Regions from separate parts of the Mus musculus genome. Here region 2 is linked to region 1. Evidence: chromatin contacts called from public promoter capture Hi-C data. All regions are on one chromosome and are shown on one strand. Each heading gives the region's core, a stretch centred on a gene start, on an enhancer-like site or on the middle of the called end of the contact. The rest is flanking DNA. Distances are from core to core; before and after follow the strand shown. Region 1 holds the start of Cyb5rl (cytochrome b5 reductase-like). Region 2 holds the start of Dhcr24 (24-dehydrocholesterol reductase).

The links. Capture Hi-C pulls out chosen DNA fragments and counts their contacts.
Region 2: a promoter capture Hi-C map of adipose tissue shows a contact between it and region 1. The contact joins the promoter of Dhcr24 here to the promoter of Cyb5rl in region 1. A contact is called at or near these places in 3 of 39 promoter capture datasets (the 3T3-L1 cell line, cranial neural crest and hippocampal neurons), 5 of 115 datasets of contacts at active chromatin or transcription factors (astrocytes, bone marrow-derived macrophages, embryonic limb bud and 2 more) and 1 of 9 other capture datasets (adipose tissue).

The regions. Positions count from the first base shown.
Region 1 is chr4:107,063,445-107,071,411 of GRCm38.p6, forward strand. Cyb5rl (cytochrome b5 reductase-like) reads left to right here and starts at 3,550. Exons shown (of 7, transcript NM_001346552.2): 1 at 3,550-3,601; 2 at 5,168-5,379; 3 at 7,426-7,574. The coding sequence starts at 5,179. Mrpl37 (mitochondrial ribosomal protein L37) reads right to left here and starts at 3,422. Exons shown (of 7, transcript NM_025500.2): 1 at 3,006-3,422; 2 at 1,143-1,326; 3 at 941-1,056. The coding sequence starts at 3,351.
Region 2 is chr4:106,557,046-106,565,012 of GRCm38.p6, forward strand. Dhcr24 (24-dehydrocholesterol reductase) reads left to right here and starts at 3,993. Exons shown (of 9, transcript NM_053272.2): 1 at 3,993-4,352; 2 at 7,356-7,511. The coding sequence starts at 4,122.

The DNA.
Region 1 (7,967 bases), core at 2,300-4,799:
CCACAGATCACTGTAGTGTGGTTTCTAATTCAATTCCCTCCACATCTCTCCTCCAGTGACAGTGCAAAATGGGGCAGTTTAATTAGAGGTAATACTTGACAATGGGCCAACAAGTACTCTCCATTAATGAGGTGCACTAATTTCCTTAGCGGTGCCATTACCTCTGCCAGGCTGACTGCTTGCCAGAAGTCCATATGCAGAGGGGGAGATGAGAAAACCGACTAAACTGATATCCCAAGTCCCACATATTCCACCGCGGGGTTCCCTGCTCCCTAATTCTATCAGTTAGACTCCTGGACTGACACTGCTGTCTGAAACGCCAGCAGGCACTGCCAAGCACACAGCATGTGCAGATAGGAAAGCTAGATACCAAAAAGCTCTACGGGACAAACTTAGTGATCTGGGGAGGGGGTTGGCAGAACAGGTGACACAGCTAGGGCTAGGTGGAGGCCACAGCACAGAGGGCCTGTTGTCCCATGACAAGTGACAGTGCTGGGTGATTTGCTCTGTGCATACGTGGCCCTGGAGGGTGCAGGAGTAGGAAAGGGAAGCAAAGCTACAGATTTGGTGAGGGAGAGACCAGTGTGCCCCACCATGTCCCCGGCTGTGGCATTTACACACTCCCGCATGCTCTGGGGACTCAACAGACACAGTCAGCCATCACTGGTGGAATAAAGTCTTAGAAGCAGGTAAAAACAGAAACGAGAAAGTTGGGCCTGGTGGTGCAGACTGGAGGATCACAAGTCTGAGGCCAGCCTGTGCTATGCAGTGAAGGGTATTTCTGAAGGAAGGGTGCTTCTGAACCCAAAGAGCATGTAGCAGGATGAGAGGGATGGGACCTGGTGGTGGGGCTGACAGTAAGAGAGATTAAGACACACAAATAAAAAAGCAACAACAACAAAAAGCCCAGCAAGGCCTTCTGGTATATAGGGTGACCTACCGCGGTTCCAGGTGGTGGCTAAGGTGCAGTTTTGGGCAGAGGTCCGCCTGGCTAGAGAAGGGTGCTTGAGAATCTGGGATTTACACAGCTGTATGAGGCTGTCCACAATGAGTGGGCTTGGAGGAAAGAAGAGATATTTGGAGACTTAAAGCAACATATAACTCCCAACACTCCTCAGTTATCTTATCTGGAGGAAACTTACCAGTAAGTCTCTCTCTTGGGGATGTCCTCAGTGGAGTGCCAAAGCCGGGCATGGGAGATGATATCCAAAACACGCTGTTCTTGGTTCTCTATGTGATTAGCTGGATCATCAACAAGACTAAGCACTTTCTTGGGGAGGCCTTCTATTAACTTGGTCTTAGTAAGCCAGAGAGCCTGCTTCATCCCTGTGGGACAACCAAAAGAAGAGAGAGAGAGAGAGAGGAGAGGGGAGGGGAGGGCTCAGGAAGAGATGTTTATGCCTGTCAGGGAGCACCAGAGAAAAGGCTGCCTCAAGGGACTCTGGTTTTGTTTTTGAGATATCTGAAAACCGAAACTTCCAGGTGGTAAGAGCAGAATACGGGGAATGAGTGCTTAAAAACAGGAGGAGTTCAAACCATGCTCAAGACAGCTGAGTTCCCTGCTGACTCCCCACAGAGAAATCAAAGCTGTGAGACTAGTTCAGTGGATACCAGCCCTTCAAATAAAATCCCAGCTCTGTGATGTTTTTCTGCTAGCAATCTCAAGCCATGTTTTATGGCTCTCTAGCACCTAACAAAATATAAAGTATTTAGAGCTGCCATTTACTGAATGTCACCTCCTGTGCCATGAACTTACCTACAAGTTAGATGGGATTCTGACATGAAGGGGGAAACTTGGACAGACTGAGTTTGCTTCAAGTTGCCTATCTTTAAGGTAATACAGGTAAGAGGAGAACCTGAGACTGTCTACCATAAAGTCCACAGTCTCTCTATAACCCCAGTCTGCTTCTCAGGGCCATATCTCACAAGGGTTTATTGGGATTTTATAAGACCTCTCTGTACATTGAGAAAGTGTAGGATAGAAAATACATTTTCAGACTGGTTCAATGAATGCAATCTTAACTTCTGATCTTTTTTCCTAAAGCACGGTTTCTCTGTGTAGCCCTGGCTATCCTGGAACTCACTCAGTAGACCAGGCTGACTTGAACTCACAGAGATCTTCCTGCTTCTGCCTCCTGAGGGCTGGGATTAAAGGCATGCACCACCATCTCCAGGTGCAATCCTAACTTCTGAAACACATCCATCCACTAGGCATTCGTTGTCAGGGTAATGCAAAGGGGTCGTGTCTGTGAGATCCTTCACAGCACCTCCTGAGTTCACAGAAAATGGTTAATGGCCAAAAATATCAGCTTGCAGGCATAGAAGTGGGCCTTTTAGGAGGCTGGCCTATGGCTATCGATTTTTCCAAACTTATGACTGATTCTCTTAATTTGGCTCCAAACCTTGTTGGGTCTCTGTATTTCCTAGTTATCCTTTGGAATCTCTGCTCCCACAGACTTCAGTTGTTTTTGGTTTTAGGATCTTCCCTATCCTCATCCTGATCCTGAGAGGGTTCAACTCTGGAAAACAGTTCCTGACACTCCTCTTAAGAAACAGAATGACTTTGAGACATTGATGTATCTCCCCCGCCTCCCCACAGGGTTTCTCTGTGTAGCCCTGACTGTCTTCGAACTCATTCACTCTGTAGATTAGGCTGGCCTCCAACTCAGGAAAAGGCTCAAGACATTCTGACCTGTTATTAAGTGGGTAGACTTTTGGGTGCAAATCCTTTCTTTGAAAACATATCCCAGGCCTATTTTAACAAAAGACACCCCCAGAAAAGGAGCGTTGTAGACCTGCTTTATTATCACCTCTCCACGCATGGAGACAAATCCCCTCCTCTCTGCACACATTCTCCATTGCTCCCTTTCACAAACACCTTGATCTGACAACTCTTGGAAGCCGGGTGTTACTCTATTCTACTTCCAGAGGAAGAAACTTCCCCAGGCTCGGGGTCACTGCTGAGCCTGGGACAGCGTCTCCTCCCGTTTGTCCTGAGACCTCACCCTCCAGGAGTCGGCAACGCTGGTGGAAGATGTAGCAGGGTTCTTCCTTGTACAGAGTCTGTTCGTGGATCGGGGCGGCACGGTGGAAGCGTGGGTCATTCCAGCCGCGCTCCCACGGCGGGAAGATCGGCCTCGCCAGCCACGGGACGAAGTGCTTCTTGCCCTCGTAGGTAATGGGCTCCAGACCGGGGATCTCGTACACCCTGTCCAGGGGGCGAGGCTCGGGCTTCCGCGTGGAGCGCACGCCCCACTCATACGCCCCACGTTTCGGAGTCCCGTAACCTCCGAGGCCGAGCCTTCCAGAGCCAGCGAGTGCCCGCAGAGCGGGCCCGGACGCCAAGGCCATACCGACTCCGTTTCTACAAAACCTCTACCTGGACGCCGCCATCTTTGCCCGTGCAGGGACTGCTGGGAGCCAAAGGGGCGGAGCGCAATGACGGGTTTTTGCGAATGACAGACACTTCACCCAATCACAATTAGAATATGCTTGCTTTGTCCCCGCCCCTCAGGCAGTTCCCATCCTTATTGGTGGAACCTGGAAGGTGCTCTTTGCTTGGGGTTTCTGAAGTGCCACACGTGAAGAAACTTGCTGGTAGGTAGGTGAGCGCGGTGGTGGAGCTCGCGGCCGGCGCGGAGGAGCGTAGGGACCTCAGATCTGTACTTTGCACGCCTTTGACCCTTAGGCATTTAGAACGTGAGAGGGCCCGGTCTCCTCGCTGTAAAATTAGGAGTTAAAATGCCTTAGCGGGTCCGACGCCTCATGAGTTCTGGAACTGCCATCCTTTCCGCCCTTCTCAGCGTTGCCCACACTTTCCTGGCTGCGGCTTCCCAGAGCCTGCGAGTGGCCCGGGTACCTCTTTCTATGCCAGCTTGGCGGCCGACTGCTGGCACTGCGGCTCGCCCGGCGCCGAACGCGAGTTACTTTTGCTCTGCTGCTGCTAAGTTTTCCGATTCCCGGAGGCGGGTCCAGTGCACTGGCTTCTGGCAGGCTCGCTGCGGGGGTCAGAGTGAGGACTGTGCTAAGTAAGCATCGGGTGGGCATAGGTTGAGGGACCACCGAGTGAGTACATGAGTGCACGACGTGAACGGTGGCAACACACACATGCTTCCTGTCCCTTAGGTCTTTTCTCTTGTTTGACCACTGTCAGAGTTGCATTGTTTAGTGACCGGCCCGTGAACTCTCCCTGGCTTCTAGAGCAGTTGCGTGACACACACTTTAGGTTAACAAATGAATACATAGTAGAACAAATAAGGTGCTTGGTAATGACAAGGGGAACACTTGAGAAGGTCTCTGAGAGGAGATGACCTTTCAGCCAAGGCCTGAAGAGTAGGGATAAGCATCCAGGGCGAGGCTGCAACAGGGATTGTGCCTCCCAGATGGGAAGGAACTTCATCTTTAAAATTGTGCATGAAGTGGCCACCTTGTCTACCAGTTTCCAAAACGACTGAGACAATAGGACTATTTAACCCCCATGAATGCAAAAGAGGCAGAGGACAATATGACTAACACTCAGACTACCCAGCAGTTTACAGTTAAAGCATTTTCATTTGTCTTAGTACATCTCCTTCCCAAATGCTAAGAGTAATTGCCATAAAGAGAGGCACCATTCACTCAGTTATCTGATGCACAGTACAGATGGAGTGACTGGATGAGTATAACACCGTGCTAGGTCTTAACAAGGACAGGGACCGTGTCCTGTGCCTTCTGCCTTACAACACCAAATCCTGTACCCAGCTCCCGGACTATAGAGGGAACGAACACTCACCAGGCCATGGGAGCTTCCTGTATGCCAGGTGTTTGGCAGAATACAGAAAGAGTGAGACACCAACTTCATTCTCACTGGTGGCCCAGCCTCAGAAACACACCAAAGTCAAAGAGCTCCTGCACAGTAGGAGAGGCCTTCTGAATCCAAATTCCCCGCCTCTGCTTAGATTTACACACACACAAAACCCCAATAGTTATAAGCAGTAAGCATGCCCCCAAATGACAGCAGATCCTCTGGTTAAGCCATCCCTGTCCCTATAGCCTGGTGGGCCTTGGGGAGAGTGTGAGAGAGAGAACAGAGTACAACCCCCACATCTTCTTTCTCCCAGGCGGACAGCAAAGAGAGGCCTGGCTTATTCACTTGTGTCCTCCCCCCTCCCACCCCCTATTGCCCAAGCCCCACTGACAATGGCTGAGACGGAGGAGGAGGAGGATTCTGAGGCTTGGCTGCGGTTGAAGCCTGTGGAGCCCTTGCCCTCCCAGTGCTGCGGCAGTGGCTGCTCGCCCTGTGTTTTTGACCTCTACTACCGAGACCTGGAAAGATGGGAAACAGCCCGAGCCAGAAATGACAGGAGCCTGCTGAGTGGGAAGCAACCACCTGAGAGCCAGGTGAGGAGTCCAGAGTGGCCATATCTATCTGGCCCTGCCCCGCCCTGCCCTGCTCAGTGCCCCTGCTATGGGAAGCCTTCCCTGACTAGTCAGTGGTGAGAAAGAAGTCCTTATAATGGAAGCAAATAGATCCAAGGACCTGAAATCAGCCTGTTAGCTATGTGGATATAGTCTAAGTCCCTTAACCTTGTGCCTTTATTTTGCCATCTATAAAATGGACCAAGTTATTTGTAATGTTTAACGCCAAACCTAATGATTATTTCACTCAACAGATATCCATTGAATACCTGTTATACACCAGGCCCTATAAGCCAATGAGGATTTGTGAGTGAGCAAGGCATAGTCCTTGCCCTCAAAAGAGCACACTAACTTGGTACGATACAGACAGGTAAATAGGGCGTGTTGCTGTTACTCTGGAGCCCAATGGCTTTCTCTTCCCTTTCTAAGCCTTCGTTCATTTTACAGTAGTTCTGTTCAGTATGTAGTGGCTCTGTAATCACCTGTGGTAACAGAAAATTACGCGGTATTACAAAATTTGGTAAGTCTTACAAAACAGCTCTTTTTTTCTCTCTCTCTCTCTTTGGATTTTCAAGATAGGATTTCTCTGTATAGCCCCGGCTATCTTGGAACTCCCCTCTGTAGGCTGGCCTCAAACTTAGAAATCCACCTGCCTCTGCCTTCTGAGTGCTGGGATTAAAGGTGTGCGACACCGCCACGCAAAACAGCATATTTCAATCTAATAATTTTATCTTTTAAATTGTAATGAAGTAATAATAATTTACTAATTTCCCTAGTAATTTACATTTTGGAAATGCATACACAAAATTGGGTGTGGTGGCGTACTCTTTTAATCCCAGCACTTAGAAGCTAGAGGCCGGAGAATCAAAGACTCAAAGCCAACCTTGGCCAACTAGGAGTGAGGTCAGTCTGAGCTACATGAGACCCTGTCTCAGAGGCAGGGGGTGAGGAGACAACAGGCAAGCAGGCAAGCTGGGTGGTAGCCGTGGTATTCAGAGAAGGCTTCCCATAGAAGACACAGGGAGGGCTTGGGATGTTAGGGGCAATGAGCATGAATTTGAGTCCCTGCTCACGGTTGACTGTTAGATTTCCACTAGGGACTTCTCAGGCCATGCTCACCTGCTGCAGCCTTTCTCTCTCTACCCTCACAGCTTCTGTGATGGCTGTCAGGTGTCAGGCAGGCTCCATACTGTGACTGTCTGTGACTCTAATTCTCACATCCCCAAAGGAAGTTTACTGAGGATCCTAATCAGGGCTACATATTATGGACGCAGGTTAACTGAGGGATGGACCTTTCTCCCTTCTCCTGCCTCCTGGGAATCAGACAACCTGACTGCCACTGGGTATCATGGCCTACTCATCAGCTACAAGACCTGAGACCTCCCTTTTCTCTCTGAAGCCTGTAAGAGGAACCCCCACTTAGCTTCATGAGCCTGAGCCTTCTTTGGAACTCCCGCCATAATATCTGCCTCTGCTGTTAATAACTCTGTTCTCAGAAGGACAGTCTACCCCAGCATTCCTCCTGAAATCCAAAACCTGAGACGTTTCAGGCCTCAGCGTCCCCATATGTGATACAAGGATGTTAGACTGGATCGTCTCTAAGGCGCCCTCAGTTTTTCAACTCTCTAGCTCTGGAACTGACTAGATCTGAAGGATGAGCAGGTGTTTTGTACAGGGGATACACTATGAACAATAAAGACCTTGAGGTAGGTGTGCAATGACAGGTGGCTTTGGGAGGGGGAATGAAAGCCTAAGGTCTGGTCTCTGGCAAATAAAATGAAGCTTGTAGTTGTCTGCTGCACCCTCGAATGTAGGCTAAGGAGCCTGGGCTTGGTCCTACAGTTGTGGGGAGCTACAGAAAGCTTACAAGAAGAGTAAACTCCATGTACTATGTATGCTGTAGATCAAGAGGAAGCCAGGGCCAACTCTCTGTCACATCAGGAGATGACGCTCATCGAAATCAGGGAAAGGAGCTAGGAGTGTGTTCCTTGGGTCTGACTCTTGAGGTCAAATCTTTTCCTCTTATAGAGCTGTTCTGCCAAGCTGAGTCCAGAGACTTTCCTGGCCTTCCACATCAGCACCATGGAGAAGGTCACCAAGGACACCTATCTTGTCCGGTTTACACTACCCGGGAACAGTCGGCTCGGCCTGCGTCCTGGACAGCACCTCATCCTACGGTACATGCAGGTAGTGGGAGGACCGATGTCTGCCGCCCTGCTTTGCCATTGACCAGCTGAGTAGCTGGGGGGCTTACTTGGCCTTTCTTAAGCCCTTGTTTGCCTGCTTCAGGGTGGACACAGCAGCATAAGATTCAGGGCCCTGGGTGTGGAGCTCAGTGATGTTTTTTGTGATATATAATGACACCAGCACTTTGATAGCACTTACTAGCCAAGGCATAGTTCTGTCTATTCACATTCATGAACTCATTTAACCTTCACAAAGTCCCCAGAGGACGCTAAAGTTAGAGAGTTTCAGGAACTTGCTAATACAGGAAATATTGGATCAGGATTTGAAAGCAAGCAGTCTGTCTCTGGAGCCATTGTAATTAGCATCTGATGATAGAAAGGACA
Region 2 (7,967 bases), core at 2,743-5,242, 510 kb before region 1:
AAAAAAAGGAGGAGGAAGACAAGGGGGAGAAGGAGGGGCCAAAGGAAGAGAAATAATGTGACTGTTGTTCCTACTAAGGTGCTGGGGATGTAGCCCAATGATAGAGTACATGTCTAGCATACACAGAGTCCTATGTTTGATGTCCAGAACAAAAAGAAAAAGAAATGAAAAAAAGAAAGAGAAAAAGAAAGAATGAATGAATGAAATAAAGGGAGGAAGGAAGAAGGAAAGAAAGGTCATTGTTGGAAGTTTAGATTCAGTGAGCTGTGGCAGTCTAGAGTATAATTTAGCAAGCATTCCTGTGTAACTAGTCTTCAATCCAAACTTTAAGAATGCCTACTTTAGGGCTGATGAGATGGCTCAGTGGTCCGACTGCTCTTCTGGAGGTCATGAGTTCAAATTCCAGCAACCACCTGTAATGAGAAATAAACAACCTTTGGCCCGGAATGAGTGGGGCCGGATAAAGAGGGAGAAGGGAAGGGGGGGGGCGGGGAGAATAAAGAATGCTTACTTTAGGGTTGGAGAGATGGTTCAGTGGTTAAGAGCACTGTCTGCTCTTCCAGAAGTCCTGAGTTCAAATCCCACCAACCATATGGTGGCGCCCAACCATCTGTAATGAGATCTGACACCCTCTTCTGTTGTGTCTGAAGTCAGCTACAGTGTACTTATATATAATAAATAAATTTTTAAAAAAAGAATGCTTACTTTATATCTGTTGAGTGGAGCCACAGGAAATGATGACCCACCCAACCAAGGGAGAAGATTCAAATACTGGAAAGATCCAGATGGTGAGAGTCATACTCCAATTTCACTGTTTCTCCAAATAAGACAATAACACAATTTACTTGACCTTTGAGTTTGAACATCTCCATTTCCTTAGAATAAACCTGGCTTAAAGACCAAATGATCTGAGAAACTACTGTATATACATACTAGAAATTCCAGGACTCTGGTGTTTATTAAACTCTTTAATTGGGGGGGGGGGTGCTGTGTGGTTTAAAAAGTTTGTGTTTATCAGGAAAAGAAATGGAGAACTGCAGTTTAGGAAAAGTGTTTGTGGTTGAACCATCACAGGGATTGTCCTTAATTTCTGGTTAGCTTGCAAAATGCTGGCCAGAGCACCTCTTCCCACATTCTGAGTGACCTGTTTTCATGCTTCATCAACTCTGTAACTAATGTGTGGTTATGAGCAGGTTCCTGGTTCAAAGCAGTCATTTTGACTTTAGGACAAATTAATAAATGGCTCAAGAAGATTTCATTTCCTCTCTCTCTCTCTCTCTCTCTCTCTCTCTCTCTCTCTCTCTCTCTCTCTCGTGTGTGTGTGTGTGTGTGTGTGTGTGTGTGAGAGAGAGAGAGAGAGAGAGAGAGAGAGGAGTTTGTAACTCCAAACAGGCCCAGAAGGGAGGTTTTGAAGTGCCAGGCCATTCTGTGTCCTTGCATGACTGCGGGAAGCCCACCATTAACTAGCCCAGCTCCGGGTGACTCTCCTCCTTGTTTAGACGACAGCTACCCAGAGGACGAGAGTTTGTGAAGAGAGGAACTGCTATGACTACTTTTTCATTCCTTTTATCTGACAGTTGCTGCCTGAAAATAAATTTTTTATCTACTTTCCATGGGCTTCCTTCTTCTCAAGAATAAGACTATCCCAATTAGTAATTTCCATTGTTTCTTCTACAAAATACTCATCGCTAGTTAATTTTTAAGTTAGACGTGCTGTTCACATTACAATAGACTTGAACTTTTCTCAGAACACTTAACCTCCAAAATAAAGTGTTGGTTTGAACAGCTGCATCAAACAGGTCCAGGGCAGGACACGGTCCGAACAGGCTCTCTCTGACAGCCTCTCTGGATTGTAGCTTCTAGGTACATAGCACGACACAAACCTGTCATTTTTAAGTTTCTAGAAACTACCTTTAAAACATGAAATCAGGGCTGGGGTGATGGTTTAGACATTGAAGTGTTTGCCACGAAAAGCGCGAGGACCTGAGTTCCGGTCCCAGCATCCACCTTAAAAGCCTGAGTTCCGGTCCCAGCATCCACCTTAAAAGCCAGGTGTTGGTGGCAGGAGAGAGCCCCGCAGTCAAGAAGCCTGTGGGTCCTAGGACCGTCATGGTGGCTCTCAGTTGTCTGTAACTCCCACTCTAGGGAATCCACTGCCCTCTTCCGAGCTTCACACGCTTCTGTATTCAAATGGCACACATGAACACACATAAGCATACACATACACACAAAAACTGTGAAAAATTATTTCCAAAGTTTGGTATGTCAGTGAACACCTGCAATAGCACTGGGAAGGAAATTTTAAAAAAAACGAAACAAACAAACAAACAAAAAAAGTGGATCCCTTAGGAATTACTGGCCTGCCAGTCTAGCAAGCTCCAGGTTCTTTGAAAGTCACTGTTTCAAAAAGGAGGGTGGACATTGAACTTTTGTATACACACATAAGCACACATGTCCTCCCTTGCACAAACAGGAGTGTTCGAGGTCACAGTTATGTCTACACATACACATATACATGCACACCAAGAAATAAAAATTTTACTATTAACCCAAGATAATGTAATCATTTTGACCAAAGTCAATATGAATATTATGAACATGTGTTTTACACTTAAAGGACATTTCAATTTGTGTAAGCTACTGACAGCTCTATCAGTAGCTGTCATAGCTGGGTAGGACGGTCGGTTCCAGTCTGGACTCCTCCCTTTGGAAGCTGAGGGTAAACAACCTCTCACTTTGAACTTTGATTTCTATTGGATATTTGAACTCCCACATACATTCTTCACTTATCCTTTGGTCAACAACGGTGTGCCTTACAATGCCCTAGTCATTATGCCACAAATTGGAAATTCAAAAGTGCTGTAATAACAAGGTGTTGTTTGCCCTAAAGCTCCATCTGTAGGAGGGAGAGACACATAAAGGGACAATTATATAAAAATGGAAAGAACTGTGAGCCTCTGAAAGAAGTACATAAACTTGGCTTTAGAAGTGGCACCTCGCGAATCTCTAGGCTGTGTAGTGCTTTACCTCGGTGATACAATGGGGAAAGAGCCTTCTAGGGACAGATTCACCGAAGGTGGAAGGTGGCGCTATAAAGGATGGCAGAATGGAGTGCCCGAGTCCGTGTCCGGACAAAGGTGGAAGGGGGGGGGGGGGGGGAAGGAAAGACACGTGAAGCAGACAAGGCCCTGGGAGGTTTGAAAAATCTTCAGAGCTTCCTCCTGTTCAGGGAAAGTGCAAATACCACCGGACTCAAGCTTCTGGCGAGGTCAGAGGTTGTTCCGCAGCCTGGCCTGGTTGCTCCGCAAGGCCGGGGCCATGTGCTGGGTTCTTACTCTTAATCTAGGGCTGCCATGCCGCCTTGAAGCTCTTTCTTCCTGTCTCCAAGCCTCCATCCACTTTGGGTTCAGCATGGAAGAATGCCATCAACGCCTCTGTGCTTTTTAAAATTACTCGACAGGTGGAATTCACCATCGCGTATTTTAAAATGGGGGTCCCAGCTACCCACGGCCCAGAACTGCTAAGGGGGGTAGTTCAAATGCATTTATGGTAAACGCCCTGAAAATTGAAAGGATTCCCCCTCCTGGCCATGTGCCTACAGAGTGTCATGACCTGCCCCGGTCAAGGCCAGAGGCTCTCCTGCCAGGGTTGCAGGGTGGTTGTCTGGAGCGCCTCCCACCCTGGGGAGGTAACCCAATGCACAACTGCTTGACGTGTGTCCACGGGAGGCACCACCCAAGGAGGAGATCAAGGGTGGTCCCGCTGCCTCCAGAGCGAGAGCCCTAAACCCCGCCAAGCCCGCCGCTTGCCGACCCTACCAGCGCCCCCAGCCCAGGTCAGCCCCTCCTCGCACGCCGACTAGAAGAGGGTGGAGCATCCCGGTTCCCGCAGCCAATGAACGCAGCGGCTCCCTGGTCCGATCCCCGGCGCGGCTCACCATTGGTCGCCGCCTGGGTCTCGGCCCACCGAACCTTGGCGACCCAAGCCAATCGCGAGGCGGCGGGCCCGACTTACAGGCTCCCGGGGCGGTGGCGGCAGGCGCTGAGCCGGCGGAGCGCGGAGCGGGCGAAGGAGACGGGCGGCGCGAGCCCGCACCCTTCCGCGCGGTGCGCCGCGACACCATGGAGCCCGCCGTGTCGCTGGCCGTGTGCGCGCTGCTCTTTCTGCTCTGGGTGCGAGTGAAGGGGTTGGAGTTCGTTCTCATCCACCAGCGCTGGGTGTTCGTGTGCCTCTTCTTGCTGCCGCTCTCGCTCATCTTCGATATCTACTACTACGTGCGCGCCTGGGTGGTGTTCAAGCTGAGCAGTGCGCCGCGCCTGCACGAGCAGCGCGTGCGGGACATCCAGAAACAGGTGAGCGGCGCGGGGCGCGGCTGTGCGCCGGGGTAGCGGTTCTCTGGGCGACGGGGGCGTGTGGGGCCGGAGGAATGGGCGTGGGAGTGGGGATCGCAAAGGACCTGGCGTGTGATGGGGGAAGGGACTGTCCAAGGATGAAACGGAAGCAGCAAAAGCACCGGGGCAACAAACAGAACCCTAACCCTAGGTTTATAAAGTGTCTGCTAGGTGCAGGGCATGCGCAGTGCCTAGAAAACGAGGGACCCTAAACCCTCGGGAAGTGCGCAACAGTCAGGTAACTCAGGCCCCCCACATTCCAAAGGAGGAATGGCCTCTGGAAGGTGGTTCTGGGAAATGGGGAGGGGGGAGATCCAAGTGGAGAGATTGGCTGAGCAGAAGTAGGAAGCTGAGGAGCACAGTCATGAGAGGAAAAAGGTTAGAAAGTCAGTTTGGAGAGGAGCCTTATGCAGGAAAGAGGTGAAAGTTTGTTTTGCGGTCCGAGGTGCTTCGGATCCTTTTACAATGGAGGTTTAAAGAGAGATTAAAAGGCAGGATCAGCCCCCAATTCCGTGTAATGTGCAGCAGATTCTGCATCCAGATGTAGTCGTCCCAGTAAGTAGATGAGGAGTTCATATAGGCCAGCCGGCACCAAGGCTAAGACTTCTCTTCACAGTGAAGCGTCTTCCCCCTCATCCAGGGTTAGCATGGGCTCCCTTTGCCCTCCTTATATTCCTCTCTAACTTGCATCAGGCTTCAGAGAGCGTCTGCTTCCTGCCGCTGCCCGCATGGCAACCACCCTCTTGTTCTATTTACTTCTTGCTGTATGCTGCAGACTGAGCACCACAGGCTTAGCCTGCAGGTGCCAGGCAGAGTGACCTCCAGACCAGAAGACCTTACCCAGGGAGAGGAGATGCAGAGGGTGCATCGATCAGAATCACTTTGCACCTCCACCCCCACCTGCACCATTTTCCTTGGGTCTGTCTGCAGGTTCTATTTGCCATTTATTTACCTGCTGGATGTCCTGTGAGCACCAGAAGACAGGACTGTTACCTGACGGCTCCCCTTGGGGCAAGAGTGTATTAGTGAGAGGTTGTTAACCTAAACTAAATGGAAGGATGCGCAAGGAACAATGGGGCCCTACACGCCATACCTGTGCCACTCGTGTGTGCAGTTTACAGTCCACGGCCTCCTGGTGTCTAGTACCAGTTTTACTAAAATGAGGTTCAAAGTGTGAGTCATGTGCCCAAGACAGCACAACCGATAAATAAGGCAGGCAGTCAACATTGGCTTCGGTAAGAGCCTGAACTCTCAACCCCCTCAGCCTTGTGTCTCCATCCCATCTCTGATTTTGTTGCCTCATGCCTAGTTTCTTACCATAGCTTCCCAAATAGTTACCTACTTTCTGGACCCTTTCTGTCTCTCTTGAGGATTTGACAAAGAACTTTTTAACCCCCAAATCCCATCAATGTCCCAAGCTTGATAGTTTCTGCCTGTGTGATCCAGCAGCAACCGCTAATCCACTCCCTCACACTCTGTTTACATAAAGTCTCCCACTGCAGGGTCAGGCAGAGCTGGGTGGTCTTGGAATTCACCCTTTGTCTTCCCACCGGGGACTCATAGTCCTGCATTTCTGCCAGACTGAATCAGAGGAAAGCCCCTCCCCATCCTGAGCCCTCTGACAGACAGCTCCAGGGCAGCCCACTGACCCTTGACCAGACTCTTGCAAAACTTAGTTGAAGCTGGTTTGAGTAAAAAGGACACTAGCTTGTGTCCTGAACAGCATCTACCTGCTGGATGCCCTGTGAGTTCTAGAAGACAGTGACTGTTATCTGACAGCTGCCCTTGGGGTCAGAGTATGTTTGCGAATGCCTGTTAGATCAGTACAGCTGGCTGAGGCATAACTGAACCCAGGACCCCCTCCCCCATTTATCTTCATCCTGCCTGCCATGTCATTCTTGGCTCTTCCTTCCCTTGAGTTGGCTCCGTTCTAGTGGGGTGCTGTTTTCCTGTGGAATCCCCAACACTTTCCGGCTTAGATCCAGCCAGTGTTGCCACCACCTCAGTAAAGAGAGAGTGCCCTCCTGGAACCAGACCCAGAAGGGGTTTGCCTACTGGGCTCACAGTCCTGTTCCTAAAACTGTCACTGTGGCCAGCAGGGCACAGTCAGCCTGGGTGGGGGGAGAGGAATCACTAGAAGCAGAGGAAGAGGAACCGGTTGGTGCTTGGGTGCCCTGACCACAGCAATGCATCACGCCTGCCTTGTCCGTCCGCAGGGACAGGACAGCTTCCTCTATTCCTCATTAGTGCATCACCCTCTGCACCTTCTTGCTCCAGTGTGGAAGTTTTGCCAAAGTCTTTCCTCCCACTGACTGGCTGCTCCTTCCCTGTCCCCTCTGTCAAATTGGTACATGAGTTAGCGTATGTGGATGCTGACAGCAGGCATCTACTTGGCACTGGATACGCTCTTCTTCCATGGACTAAGCCCCTCTGTCTCCCTCCCAGCTCTCTGTCTTTCGGGCTCGGCTTGTTCAGTCCTGGTTATGAATTCGGGTCTTTCCAGTCATGGGGTGTACAACCTCATACAAACTATCTTGCCTGGGTTTCCTCATCTGCAAAGGGGGGGTGTGTCACCCAGCCTCCTGAGATGAAGAGATCTAACCAGACAATGAACAGTAGGTGCCTCACTGGGTGATTGTACGATGGAGATGATAATCATGTTTATGACTGCTCTGCTACTGCTAGAAAGCCTTCCCTGGGCTTTCCACTTACTGTCTTTGGAGGACTCTGTTCTCTAGGGCTTTCTTGCATTCGTCCTCGTGCAGTAACAACACATTGGCTGTTCTGTTGACGTCCTGAGCTAGGGAGACTGCACAGGGGAAAGCCCTCAGCGTCACCATCCTCTCCAATGGGGCCTGGGTAAAGGCATTTTTTCCCAGCTCCCTCATCCTGAAAGAAGGGCTGTGTGTCCATCCCCCTGGGACTCCCAGATGGAGCCAGCTGAGTCGTATCCTGTGGTTACAGGTCCGGGAATGGAAGGAACAGGGCAGTAAGACCTTCATGTGCACGGGGCGCCCAGGCTGGCTCACTGTCTCGCTGCGAGTCGGAAAGTACAAGAAGACCCATAAGAACATCATGATCAACCTGATGGACATCCTGGAGGTGGACACCAAGAAACAGGTGAGGGGGCTGGGGTCGTAGCTCAGTGGTGGAGCGTTTACATTTACCTAGCACTGTGCAAGGCCCCGGGTTCAATCCCAGGTACTGCCCCCCTCCTTCCCCCAAAAAAGTGACAAAACGGAGTGAGCACATGCTGTCCTTGGCTCTGGGGTCGGGTCAGCACTGCCCCGGGTATGAGTGACTCTTGGGAAATGAGTTCAGTTCACCCAGAGTGGACAGGTCCGAGGCCATCGGGCAAGTCTCTACCTCCCATTGTTGGCCTCCGAGCGCTGTAGCCACTAGGAGGAAAGTCTGCCCATAGTCAGCCAGGCAAGCTGAGAACTCCAGGGAATCTTTTGATTGTCTTAGTTCTGTTAGGGAAAAAAAAATAGGGATGGAGAAATCCCAGGCAAAAATGAGAGACAAAAGGACCCTGTTTATCTATCCATCCTGGTAAGAAAGTATGCTGGTAGGCTA